Linked DNA regions of Sus scrofa: all the other regions are linked to region 3. The links are chromatin contacts, called in public Hi-C and targeted proximity ligation maps. All regions are on one chromosome and are shown on one strand. The core of a region is the stretch at or near the end of the contact, and the rest is flanking DNA. Distances in the headings are between cores, read along the strand shown.

Evidence for each region. A called contact is a pair of places that touch in the nucleus more often than the background predicts.
Region 1: a Hi-C map of brain shows a contact between it and region 3, with 12 times the contacts expected there. A contact is called at or near these places in 15 of 47 Hi-C or Micro-C datasets (brain, embryonic fibroblasts, epiblast stem cells and 10 more) and 1 of 2 datasets of targeted methods (skeletal muscle).
Region 2: a targeted proximity ligation map of alveolar macrophages shows a contact between it and region 3. A contact is called at or near these places in 1 of 47 Hi-C or Micro-C datasets (alveolar macrophages) and 1 of 2 datasets of targeted methods (alveolar macrophages).

Annotation. Positions count from the first base shown.
Region 1 is chr5:3,244,937-3,248,870 of Sscrofa11.1, forward strand. GTSE1 (G2 and S phase-expressed protein 1) reads right to left here and starts at 1,743. Exons shown (of 12, transcript XM_021091376.1): 1 at 1,255-1,743; 2 at 706-801. The coding sequence starts at 724. It overlaps TTC38 (tetratricopeptide repeat protein 38), which reads right to left. Exons shown (of 13, transcript XM_021091377.1): 13 at 3,406-3,934.
Region 2 is chr5:3,846,046-3,849,968 of Sscrofa11.1, forward strand. All of the region lies in intron 16 of FBLN1 (fibulin-1), which reads right to left. Among named protein-coding and RNA genes, the nearest start is that of ATXN10, 50 kb to the left of the region's middle.
Region 3 is chr5:3,501,745-3,506,065 of Sscrofa11.1, forward strand. No RefSeq gene overlaps it. Among named protein-coding and RNA genes, the nearest start is that of WNT7B, 18 kb to the right of the region's middle.

The DNA.
Region 1 (3,934 bases), core at 493-2,992, 260 kb before region 3:
AAGGATGCTGGGATACCCAGTCTACACGCCGGGGGGGGGGGGGGGAATGCTGCGAAGAACAAAGGCTAGAAGGATGTCCCCGCCCTTCAGCAGAGAAAGAGGGTACGGTCCTTAACTCCTTTGGTGAGGCTGTGCTCTGACCGCCACACTCAAATCAGACAGGGACAGAACAAGACAGCAGAGCCACAGGCCAGGCTCTCTCCCTAAGGCAGCGACGGCGATCCTAAGCAAGTCTTCGAAAAGGGAACCAGCAGGAGCGCGAAAAGGCAACATCAAATTCAAGTCCACAAATACAGCTGAGGACCCACCACGGGCCAGGCACTGAGGATCCTGCGGTGAATAAAATCGCAAAGAATCTCGGCTATGAAGCTGAAACTGGGAGCAAAGGGAATGTAGAAAACCGGAAAATAAAGACGTTGGACGGGATTTCCCTTGTGGCCTAGGGGTTAAGGATCCCTCATTGTCACTCCTGCGGCTGGGGTCTGGAGCCCTGAGCCAGGAACTTCCACATGCTACGGGCAGGGCCAAAAAAAAAAAAAAGTAGACGGATGCAAACTCCTTGAAGGCAGGGAGCAGGAATCGCAGGGGTGCAGAGCACAGGACGAGCACTGAATGAATAAACGAGTAAGTTGTCCCAAGAGCGTTAAACCGACCTGCATCTCCCCCGAGCTCCCCGAACAACAGCGCTGCAGTCACAAAACGTACCGTCCTCGGGAACCTCCATCGCCGCCGCTGGGCCTGGCTGGCCGAAGGCGCGTCGCTGCCGGCTCCTCCCGCCGCGGCGAGAGCTGTCAGAAGTCACTGCGGGACGAGCGGGCCAGAGGGTGAGCGGGTGGCAGAGCCGAGCCCCGGCTTCCTCCAGCCCCAGAGAAGCCCTGCAGCACGAGCAGCACGGGCCGCGCGGAGGGAGCTGAGCTGGCGGCCGCGGCGGGCCAGGGAGCGGGGGCGGCAGAGGCCACCTCAGGCGCAGCCCGAGACCCTCCGGGACGCACCCCAGCGCCCGCGCGCCTCCACGCCGGGTGCTCCGGCGCGGCGCCGGCCGAGGCAGGCCTGAACGCCCCGGACCCGCACGACCGAATTCCAGCCCCCAGGCCGACTGCTGGGGGCTGCGGTTTGCCCCCGGGGCGGCTCCGTACTCGCTGCAGCCCCGACGGAGCGCGCGAGGGGAGCCTGGGATCCCCGCCACATGAGCCCCCCGCTCGACGTCCCCCGACCTGCGCCCCGGGCCTCGCCCGCGCCCCCGCGCCCCCTCACCCGGAGCGGTCCCGGCCGACGCGCCTCCGCCCCGGGTTTAAACGCGCCGCGGCAACTGCGGCGCGGGCTGAGGATTGGCTAGTTTGAAAGGTCTCGGCGCCCGGTGCATGCTGGGGGTTGTAGTCAGAGCCCTGGGAGGCGGGCACAGGACGCATGCGCACTGCATCGGCGCGCTGATCGTGCCTGAGGTTCGTCCCAGGCTTGCGGTGGAGCTGACGTGGGGCGAGGTCTCTTAGAGCTTGCACCCCGTATGTCCCAGAAGACCAGGCATCAGGACCAGATCTTCATCCTTAAATAAAAATCAAATTCCTATCGTAGGGTGTTGATGTGAAGACCAAACGAAATAGGTGCTCCCACCTGCTTTGTAAAGCATTACCAAGTTCTTAACAGAGCAAGGAGACCGGTTCCCTGCCCGGAAGAGTGCCCAGGTGACACCGGGTGACCAGACACCCCAGTTTGTGCCCTTGAACCCGGAGAACGTGTTTAGGCCCTGAACATGGCCTTCATCCGCGCTTTGTCTTGTCCTGAATCCTTGACCAGTCTATCCAAGGGCTCCCCCTGCAGTCCTGGGCCTTGCTCTTTGCCTCGCCCCCCACCCCGCTGCATTCTGATGTGCTGGGTCCTCCTGGATTCTCCCTGGGCCTCTGTCCATGGGCTCCCTTCTGAGTTTCATCATCTTTTGCTCAGGACCCTGCTTAACTGGAGAAGAGAGAGGGGGCCAGACAGACCCAGGTATAAATCCCAGCGGCAGGTCTTGGTCCAGAGCTCTCGGGTTACAAGTAATAGAAAATCAGCTTCAAGTTGGCTTTAGAAAGAGTATTTATTGGCTCCAGGAGTAGGGACGTCCAGGAGCCCTGACAGGAGTCCTGACTTCGGGCCTAGACAGAGAGAGGGGCTTGAAGGAGGGTGCCAGGTCAGATTGTCCCCTGCTGGCCCCTCTGGGGTCCTGCTCAGCTTCAGGCAGGCTGCCTTCACTCCAGGCTTCTCCCTGCCTGCCAGAACCTGGACTCAATCCATGATCCCAAGGCCCAGGCCTGCCTGGTCGTGACCACAGGGCCACTGCAGCAGGGACCCAGAAGGTACTAGACCCAAGGGCAGTTAGCCTAGATGTCGGATTCCTACGACCCTGTGGGCATCTGCTGGGGTGAAGGCCCCCAGACACCCACTCCCGATGCTCCTCCCCCTGCATCATATCAGCACGTGGGACGTGCTCAGTGAGTACCCCAATTATCAATAACTTGCTGCTGCTAACTCTGAGCTGTACCTTCATCCATCTCTCCTCTGGGCCTCCTCTTTTCCATCCACTGTAGACTCAGTTCTCCCTGCCTGGTTGGATTATGCTTCATGTTTTCCTGCACTTGTTCATGGGATCACGTATCCATCATGGGTCCCTGACAGATAGTCAGTGCAGGCTCTGTGCTGGGTGAGGCTGGGACACATATGCTGTCCCTGACCCCAAGCAGTCCAGCCGGCGAGAAAGATGCAATAGCAAGGGCAGGTGCCAAGGGCTGTGGGGCACCAGCCTGCACTGGGGGGACAGAGGCCTTCCCAGAGGAGGGGACCAGGGTTCCTGATACCCTGGCCAAGTCGTATCTTGCTTGGAACCAGGAGAAGGAAGGACAGGTGGGGTGTGGGCAGGCTCTGTCCTGAGAACTGGCAGGAGGGGACAGCTCAGGATGGGAAGGCAGGCTCCCCCTTGGGATGTGCCCCTAGCCCCTGAGGTGAAACAGCACCTCTCTTAAGATCCTACTGAGGGAGGTCCCATCATGGCACCGTGGAAACGAATCCAACTAGGAACCATGAGGTTGCAGGTTCGATCCCTGGCTTTGCTCAGTGGGTTAAGGATCCAGTGTTGCTGTGAGCTGTGGTGTAGATTGCAGATTCGGCTTGGATCTGGCATTGCTGTGGCTGTGGCATAGGCTGGCAGCCGTGGCTCTGATTGGACCCCTAGCCTGGGAACCTCCATATGCTGCGGGTGCGGCCCTAAAAAGCAAAAAAAAAAAGAAAAAAAAAATCCTACTGCAATTACTCTGTTCTTGACTTGCTTCCCCACCCCACCCCCAAGTTCAAGGAAAAGCCTATCTCCCCAGGACCCAGCCCAGGCCTGGCACATGGAAGATGCTTGGAGGTACCCACTTAGCAACAGCCAAAGAACCAATCAACCAATTTATTTTAATTTCAGGAATTTGTCTAGTCCATTTGGAGGCATCAGCGCCTCCAGGAGACCCACCTAACTTCAGTTTGCTTTGAAAGAATCCAAGAAACACCCGTGGCATGGCTGTGCCAGGTCAGGTGACCTATGGGGAAAGAGACTGAGGCAGATCCTGTTAAAACCCCACCACAATGCTTGGCTTTTTGCCACCACAGGGCAACCTCTCGGCTCATTCCTCACACCCAGAAAACACACCAGCTCCATGCGTGTGCCCTCATGTGCTTACAATCGTGGATGACAAAGGAAGCCAGGTACCCAAGGTCCCTTTACAGTGTGCAGTTTAGAATAAAGAGAAAACAAGCCCGAATCCGTACCACCAACCACCCCCACACCGCCTCCGAGAAGCCTGAAGACATCTCTGCAGAAACAGCAGGAGGGCCCAGGCCCCAGGCAGTGAGGGGGGCGCCCTCCCCTCCCCCAGGAAGCACAGGGCAGGGGTCTGAGGTGAATGTCAGCAGGGCCTCCACT
Region 2 (3,923 bases), core at 921-3,420, 340 kb after region 3:
TGTACCACTGCATCTCCCTACGGCAGGGAACCTTAGGCCGGCTCCCCCTTCAGGGGCAGAATCTGCATTGTGTTCACCTCTGTCCCACTGTTCCCAGCAGCGAGCCGAGGGCAAGACACCTCAGCAGCACCATGACAATTATTGAGTGCGATGCAGGCAGAGGAAGAAAGGAGAGAGAGAGAAGAGGGAGAGAGGCAGGAAGGGACATACGTCCTCAGAAGCCCACAATCTAGGAAGGAAGACAAGGCTTTGTCCTAAAGGGAAGGGGCCCCTTGAAGGTCCCTGGCGGGAGCAGCTTTATGCAGAAGGACGTCCTGCAGCAAAACGCAGCACAAAGGGAGAGGGGCGTTTCCCTTGCGCCCGCCTAGTTTACCTCCCCAGCTTTCAAGAGCCCCAGGAGGGGAAAAAAAAAAAAAGGGCCATGATGCTGAATTCAGCTGTGTTAATCTTCCAAGCCCTCATCCTGGCATTTCTGCTCCGGGTCTCAGACACTGCTGGTATTCCGCGGCGTGTCTGTGCCTCTTAAAGATATAATTAAGCCTTTTTTTTTCCTTTGAAAAATGTAGGTCCCCTCGGGCACTTCACCTTCATGTCTTGACTCTGCTTTGTAAATTGCAGCCCATGTGCCGGGGAGGCAGGGGCCTGAACACAGAGCACGGGAGGCCCCGCGAGAGCCCTCCGTCCCCTCGTGGGGGTCTGGGGCTTGGATTCTGGGCCCCTGACGCCAGTCCCCAGCTTTTGATGTTGGAGGAGGAAGATCAGCTGTGGGTGTGAGCGCATGCGTCGTCTATGTCTGCCGTGCGACCCTGCTGTTAAAGAGACCTGGAGTCACGGCGTGGGCTCCTCTGCTGGCTCCTCACCGACCAGCCGTGCGACCTTGTGCACATCACCGTCCTTCTGACGTTCAGCCTCCGACGGACGTCGCGATCCCGTGATTCTAAATGACCAGGTGTCATGGCGTGAGCAGCGTTGTCAAGGAGCAGCGTAACAAAAAGATGATCCAGAGACGGCACACCGCCTCATGCCCGGGGAAATTAACCGTGCTCTTCCAAAGGCAGAGATTAAGCGAGTTAGAAAAGCCAGGGGTGGGTGAGAAAGCTACAGGTCATTTGTCTTCCTGGTCATCGCAGTCTTCCCACGGCCATGTGCGGCCAGAGGCCAACGGCACTGTCTTTCCTGGTCCCTCTTGTGTCTCTGGTTCTTGGGCCATAGCAGGTCCTCGGTCCTACTGTGTACCTGACACACAGAAGGCGCTCAAGCAACAGTTGCTGAGTGAACGAATGAACTAAAGCTCAAAGCATGAAGCGCAAGGTATAAAGCTGAAAATTATCACCCAGAAATGCAGGCGCTGGGAAGGGATGGACAACAGCCAAAGGTCATGGGGCGTCCAGGTGCTGACCACGTGGGAGGAGAAGGGGGACCCATGAGAGCCAGGCCGCACTGTCTGGCCCTGGCGGCCCCCACACAGAGCCAGGCGCGAGAGGCGGGGTCACGTGTGGGCCTGTGGGGATAAGGTGCTGGAACAGAGAACCTGGGAGCTCAGAGGAGGCCCACGAGGTCTCGCCAGACACTAATGTGGTGGAAAGCAGCAAAGCATCACCCGGATCCCACTCAATTTTCCTTGCTAGAGTAGTGAGCTCTGCAGGCTAGATTATAAGCACAGACCAGGAGTTACCGCCGAGGCGCAGTGGGTTAAGAATCTGACTGCGGTGGCTCAGGTCGCTGTGGAGACCCCAGTAGGATCCCTGGCCTGGCGCAGTGGGTTAGAGAATCCAGCTTTGCTGCAGCTGTGGCTCAGATTCAATCTCTGGGCCAGGAACTTCCATATGCCGTGGGTGTGGCCAAAAAAAAAAAAAAAATTGGCATAGACCAAAGGCAAAGAGGAACCACCAAGAATACAGAGAAAGGCTGCCCGTGCTTCTCAAGCAAAGTCCTGGTGTTACTGATGGGCTGGGAAGAGTCCACAGCTGGGTAGAGCATGGAACTTAATGGGCCCCATGTGCCCACTGCGCCCTCCGTCTGCCCGGCCTCCTCTGGAGGGAAGGTGAGTGCCTGCCTTTCACTGTGGAGCAGAACGAGGCTCCGGAGGCAGCATGTCCCAGTCCCTGCAGCTCCTGGGCTGGGCGTGGCTTCCACCCGGAGGGGACTGACCCTGAGCCCAGCCCTCTCCATCCCAGTGTGACGTGTCTGGGGAAACTCCCAGAACGTACTGCCCGTGGCTGAGTCATCGAGGGGACCACAACAGCAGAAGGGAAGCGCAGGCTCATCACCTCAGTAACTGGCGGTGAAGGAAAGGGATTTCTGAAAGCCCTTCTTCTCCTCTTGCCCTGAAAAAACACCAGGCAGGAGCTCGAGGGAAAGGGGGCAGGTGTCTGGACTACTTCAAATACCAAGTGCAGAACCCGGCAGAACGCAGCCTGATTTCTTCATTACGACACATGCGCTCCCCCGCGGGTGCCCCCTGAGCCACACCAGACAGTGTGAACGGGACAGCTGCCGGTACCTAAGCATCACCCCGGTGCCACCTCTCCCTTGGGGAGGAACGTGGAAAGAAACGTCAGCTCTGCACAGGCCTTTCCCACGCCTCCCTCACGCGATAATGACATGCCCACAGCGCCTCGTCAGTCCCAGGCCCACTGCTGTCTCCTTCCCCCTCGTCTCAGCCCCCCGCCACGGGGCCTCGTCCCCCAGGTCCCTGGAGGGGCAAAGGAGGCTGTGGCGGGGAGCTGAGTTCTCCAGGTCAGGGACCAGCAAGCAGCACAGCATCTCCCTGACCCAGATTCTGGCCACTGCCCCTTCCGCCAGGCTGGCCAGGGGAAGAGAGGCCTGGGCGGTTGTCTGGGAGGGGGCTGCCCTCTGATGCACCTGCTTTTGCCAAGGTGGCTGACAATGTGACAGGAAGGGTGAGAAATCCTTTCCTCTTCCTGTGTGTCCTCCTGCCCCGACGGGCGCACTCACCCACCTGCTGGGGTCCCACCCCCTGCCCCCACCTCCCTAGCCACTCACATCTCTCCAGATGCCCCCAGATGGGCAACTGGACCCCCCATCCTCGTCCCCCAAACCTACTGCCCTTCTCCCAGGCCCCCAGTCCGGTGCTTGGAGTCCAAGGCCACGGGCAACCAGCCTCCTGCTCCACCCCTGCCAAGGCTGACTCACTCCACTGCTCCACCCGCAACCCCACCTGCCTCAGTTCCGGCCTGTCTTTCCACCTGAACGCTCCCAACACCTTCGTCCTCACCCCAGGCCCCCCTCCCACCCTGGCCGGAGCCAGCCCCCTAGAAGCAAGTCCCCTGGGGGTCACCTAGTGGTGCCGCCTGGAACTTTTCTCGCCCAGGAGGTGAGGCACACCTTGATGAGGCCCTGCCCCCCGTCCAGGCTGATTTCTCAGCACTGCCCCTGCTCCAGCCCCGCCGAACCCCTCGAAGGCCCCCCAAGATGAGCCGAGACCACGGGAGGGCAGGATGGGCACGGGTGTGGGCAGCCTGGCCTGATTGAGGACGGAAGACCCGAAACGGCTCTCCAGGCTCCGAGCCGCGCTCCCCACCCCCCAGAGGCCATGGGGCTGAGGGATTAAGAGGCTGGATCGCGGCTGATCTCCGCAGGGCAGCCTGGGCGCCCCGAGCCCTCCGCGGAGCTGCGTGCGCGCTGGGGTTACAGACAGTGAGCGGCGCTGGGTCCTCCCGAGGCCCTGGCCCCCAGGGAAGGCAGACAGACACAGACGACAGCAGAGGTGCTTTGGTACGGCCAAGGGAAGCGCCCCCCCGTCGCCCCCAGACCTGGCGCAGGGCCTGGGGATGCTTCACCAAGGACTTGACCTGGAGCTGACTTTGGACTGTTTGGGGTTTTCCTTGTTTGCTTGGTTTGGGGTGTTTTGTTTGTTTGTTTCTTGGTTTTTAGGGCAGCGCCCACAGCATATAGAGGTT
Region 3 (4,321 bases), core at 1,522-4,021:
TGCAAAAAATTCCAGATCCCAGCCCTTGGGCCACCTCCAGTGAGGAGTTCCGTGTGCCTGATTCGAACCCTGGGCCCCGGGAGTCCCCAAGGGTAATAAATGGCCATGAGAAGCCTCTGTCTGTCGGGGGGACCTGTCAGCAGCTAACCAGCACCTGGAACAAAGGTCATGGGTTGGCCCTGGCATCTTTGCGAGGTCCCTTGGACCGCGGTGCTGAACTGCCACCTTCTCTCCCAGTGACACCTTCTGACCTGCAGGGAGCAGGCCCTGGCCTGGGCAGTGGCCGGGGGTGGGGTGGGGGGACCGAGGTGGCAGCGCCCTGGGGTCAGGCAAGTCCTCCAGCACGGGCCCAGCATCCAAGGCACCCTGCTGGGATGATGGGGCGACGAGGCCACAGCCCAGGGCTCACAGGATCAGGGGGTCGCCCGAGAAGAGCGAGCACACAGGGCTGTGGGCTGAAATCAGCGTCCGAAGCTGCGGGACTGCATCCCAGAGACACTCAGCCCCGCCCGAGCACGCGGGAGGGCCTCTCTCCTTCGCCTCCCTGTTTGTGCGGTGGGGGGAGTGACGGGTGCTGGACTGGGCTATTGTCAGGTGCATCAAGGTACACGGACCAGCAAGGCTGTGGGCCCGGCAGGGGCCACCACACCCCAGCAGCCTGACCTGGGCTTTCACCCGGAAGCCCCAAAGCCTAGGCCAGGTCTGGCCCAAGCGGTTGCTCAGAACGTGTATAGGATGGAAGGAAAGTCACACAGACCCTGAGTCCCATGACACCAGGAGGGAGTCCTGGATTAAGACCTGACACCCTGGAGCTCCCGTCGTGGAGCAGTGGTTAACGAATCCCTCTAGGAACCATGAGGTTGCGGGTTCGGTCCCTGCCCTTGCTCAGTGGGTTAACGATCCGGCGTTGCCTTGAGCTGTGGTGTAGGTCGCAGACGTGGCTCGGATCCCGCGTTGCTGTGGCTGTGGTGTAGGCCGGTGGCTACAGCTCCGATTAGACCCCTAGCCTGGGAACCTCCATATGCCGAGGGAGCAGCCCAAGAAAAGGCAAAAAGACAAAAACAAACAAACAAACAAAAACACCTGACACCCTCTGACTCTAAGCATAGAGGAGTTATTTGTATAAATCTCCACTTTCCCTTTTTGCCTTGGCTGCTGGGGAGCTTTGAACGAAAGCTGCGAGCTCATCCCTGGCTCCACTTGGAAACTCCTCCCTGCCCTTGCCTTCCCTTCTTTCACCTCCACGTTTAATGCCATGTCCTGCGGCATCTTTGTTGTACCCCCAATCCCTTCTGGGCAAGTGACCCCTGATTCCCTCCTTTGGGCTTCTCAGCCCCACAGCCCTTTAGATGTCCCCACCCCTCAATGATATGGAATTCTGTCCTTGGGAAACAGGCCAGCAGGGCCTGGGATGCTCACGCCCTTGGCTTGGGCCCAAATCCCTGCTCCTCATCTCATGGCGGTGTCAAGGCTCCCCTCTCATGGGCGGTGTCAAGGCTGCCCCTCCACCCATGGGCTTGTTGCCTTGGAGGTCAGAGCATCATCAGAGGCTGCAGGATGGAAGACCCAGCACGCAGCACAGGGGCGGCGGCCGGTGTCACTTCTGTTTCTCCTCCTGATCTGATTCTTGGCCTGGTCCCCAGGCTTCTGAGTGCAGAAGGCAGGAAGCGCATAGCAAAAGTACCCACGCACCCCCACTGCTAAGCTTTCGCCTCTTTTCAGAGACAGTGCCCTGCAGGCACCCCAGGCTTCTGTCCCAAGGAAGTCAGTCTAGGCAAGAGGCAGGATGATGGAAAAAGTCTGGGGGCTGTGAGAGCCTTGGGGGGAAAGAGGTGCATCAGGAGAGGCTGCCTGGAGGAGGGGGCCTCTCGGCCCTTGCAGCTGCAGCCCAGGGTGCGTGCCATGGGGACCAGGGGACACTACGCGTTCCCAGGTCTGACCTCTGCACTGGCCCACCCACCAGCCCCTGCGCTTGGTGTCTAAGGTCCAAGGTCCCTTGGGCCCAGGGCTGGGTACCTGAGAACTGGACCATTCTCCTCCAGGGTGGGGTGGGGGGGCTGTGGCCACCTTGGAGTCATCTCACTTGTCGGTGGGATCTTAGCTTTCTCCCCTCTGTCCAGGCTGAGAGGGGACCAGGCAGTGGGGTTGTCACTCCCCAGCTGGTTGAAGAGGTGATTATGGGGACAGCTGAGTGGCCAGAAGGACAGGGAGGGGGCCCCAGCCTGGGGGGCTCCAGCCCCCTCGCTTTAGGATCGGGGTGGCCCTGGGGCAGGGCTGGGGGCTGGTGGCTTGCCCTCTCCCAATCCCACCATCCAGGGCTGTGAGCCGTGGGTGGAGGCGGAGGCGGGTGTGCGGGGGCCTGGGCGGCCTCTGCGCAGCTGTGGAGCCGGGTTCACGGTCCCCAAGGCCCCGCCCGCCTGGGCAGGAGCCGCTTCCGGCCGGCCGCGGGGCAGACAATGCGCTGGCGTGGGGAAGGGTGGCCCCGGGCCAGACCCCCCCCCCCCCATCTCAGCCACACAGGAAGCCGGAACTCAGAAGAGAGCGTGTCCTGGAATGAACCCGCCGCCAGCCGCTGTGATTTAGGCGCCAGATTCCCAGAGGAGGTGCCTCCAGCTGAAACAGACTGATTCCTTTCAGCCTTAAAATGACAAGAGGCCCTTGGCCCCTGCCTGGGAGGTGGGGTGGGGGACGTCAGAGGATCTCAGCCTCCTGCCTGCCCTCTCCTGCCGCCCTTGCCCTCGGCCCTGCACAGCGGCTGCCTACTGCCGGGCCTTGGCACTGGCTGTGCCCTCTGCCGGCCGCTTGCTTCCAGGCCCCTGCAAGGCCGCTTCCTCCTGGTCTCAGCGCCGGCGGCCTTCCACGGCGGCTACTCTGTCGGGGGTTCACCTGCTGTCCGCCCGCCCCAACAGGCTTGAACCTGTGCTGGGACCTGCCTGATGGGGTCCCTGCTGGATCCAGTGGGACCGTGGACGAGCTCCCCAGAGCCCCCCACCCCACTTGCTCCGGGCTCTGCTCTCGCATCCCCCAGCCCCTGACCCCCTGTCTGTGCGCCTCTGTGAAGCCGTACCCCTATGCTCTCATCTCCGTGGTTTCCCAGCCCTGGAACCAACCCCTGCAGGAAGGCAGGGCCACCGCAGGAGCCCCGCTGTGTCCTAGCCTGGGCCGTAGGCGACAGCTCTCCAGGTGGATACCTGGGGGCCAGCCCACAGACCCCTCTGCTCTCTCTGGGGTCGGGGCCCTGGCAGCTGGGGGCAGGGCATGCCAGTGATGGGTGGAGGTCAAAGCCACTGATGGCCCCCCGCCTCTGGGACCCCAGGCCTGGCTCCCCAACAGGACCCGGCCCAGCCACGAGGCCTGCGGGCCAGGAGGCTGCCACTGAGCCGATGGGAGGAGCCGAGAGCCAGAGACTCAGGGTTCAGAGAGCGGAGCTGCCCCTCCTGAGCCCAGCTCCGTGCACAGACCACCCCCCAGGCCCCCAGGCTCAGCCCCCTGCCTGCGGTCCCCAGGCCTCAGCACCCGCCCAGGCCCAGCCACACGGCTCCCCAGGGTCCTGGCTCACTTGGCGGGAGGCGCTGCCTCGGGAAGCCCCCCGGGACTCTCTGGCTCTGAGACTTTGCCTCCCACCTGCACGGGGCGGTGTGTGCAGCTCCCCTGGCGTTTGTCTCCTGCCAGATTTGGCTTCATGTTTGGGTTTTTTTTGCCAAGGGAAAGGTGCTACGTTTCTGCTTATTCCTGTAGCTCCAAAACTTTCAGTGGGGACGCTGGTACCTAGACGGCCTCATGATGTGGCTACATAGGACGGCTGAGTGAGTGAGCTGGGACACAGCACAGTCCCCAGTCCTCAGAGAGTGAGTGGGTGTGTGTGTGTGTGTGTCTCTGGGTGTGTCCGAGTGTGTGTCTCTGTGTGTCTATGTCTGAGTGTGTATCTGAGCTTGTGTGTGTGTCTGAGTATGTCTGTGTTTGTTTCCGTGTGAGTGTGTCTCTGAGTGTCTGAGTTTGTGTGTCTGTGTTTGTGTGTTTCCGTGTGTGTCTCTGAGTGTCTGAGTTTGTGTGTGTGGACGTGTCTCTGTGTGAGTGTCTGGGGGGGCCACCCTGCCTGGGCGCCCCCCCACTCTGGAGCACGTTAGACCCCGCACCTGCTCTGCTGGCCAGCTCACCCTGGCCCTCATGCCTCTGGAAGCTTCCTGGAGGTACCAGTTTCTCCCTACCCGCTGCCTCTGTGGCTGCCCTTGACACCGGGGGTGTAGGTTGGCTCTGGGCTGTCTCCCCCGACGCTGAACTCCTCAAAGGCAGAGCTCAGTGTATATTCGCCATCAAAAGA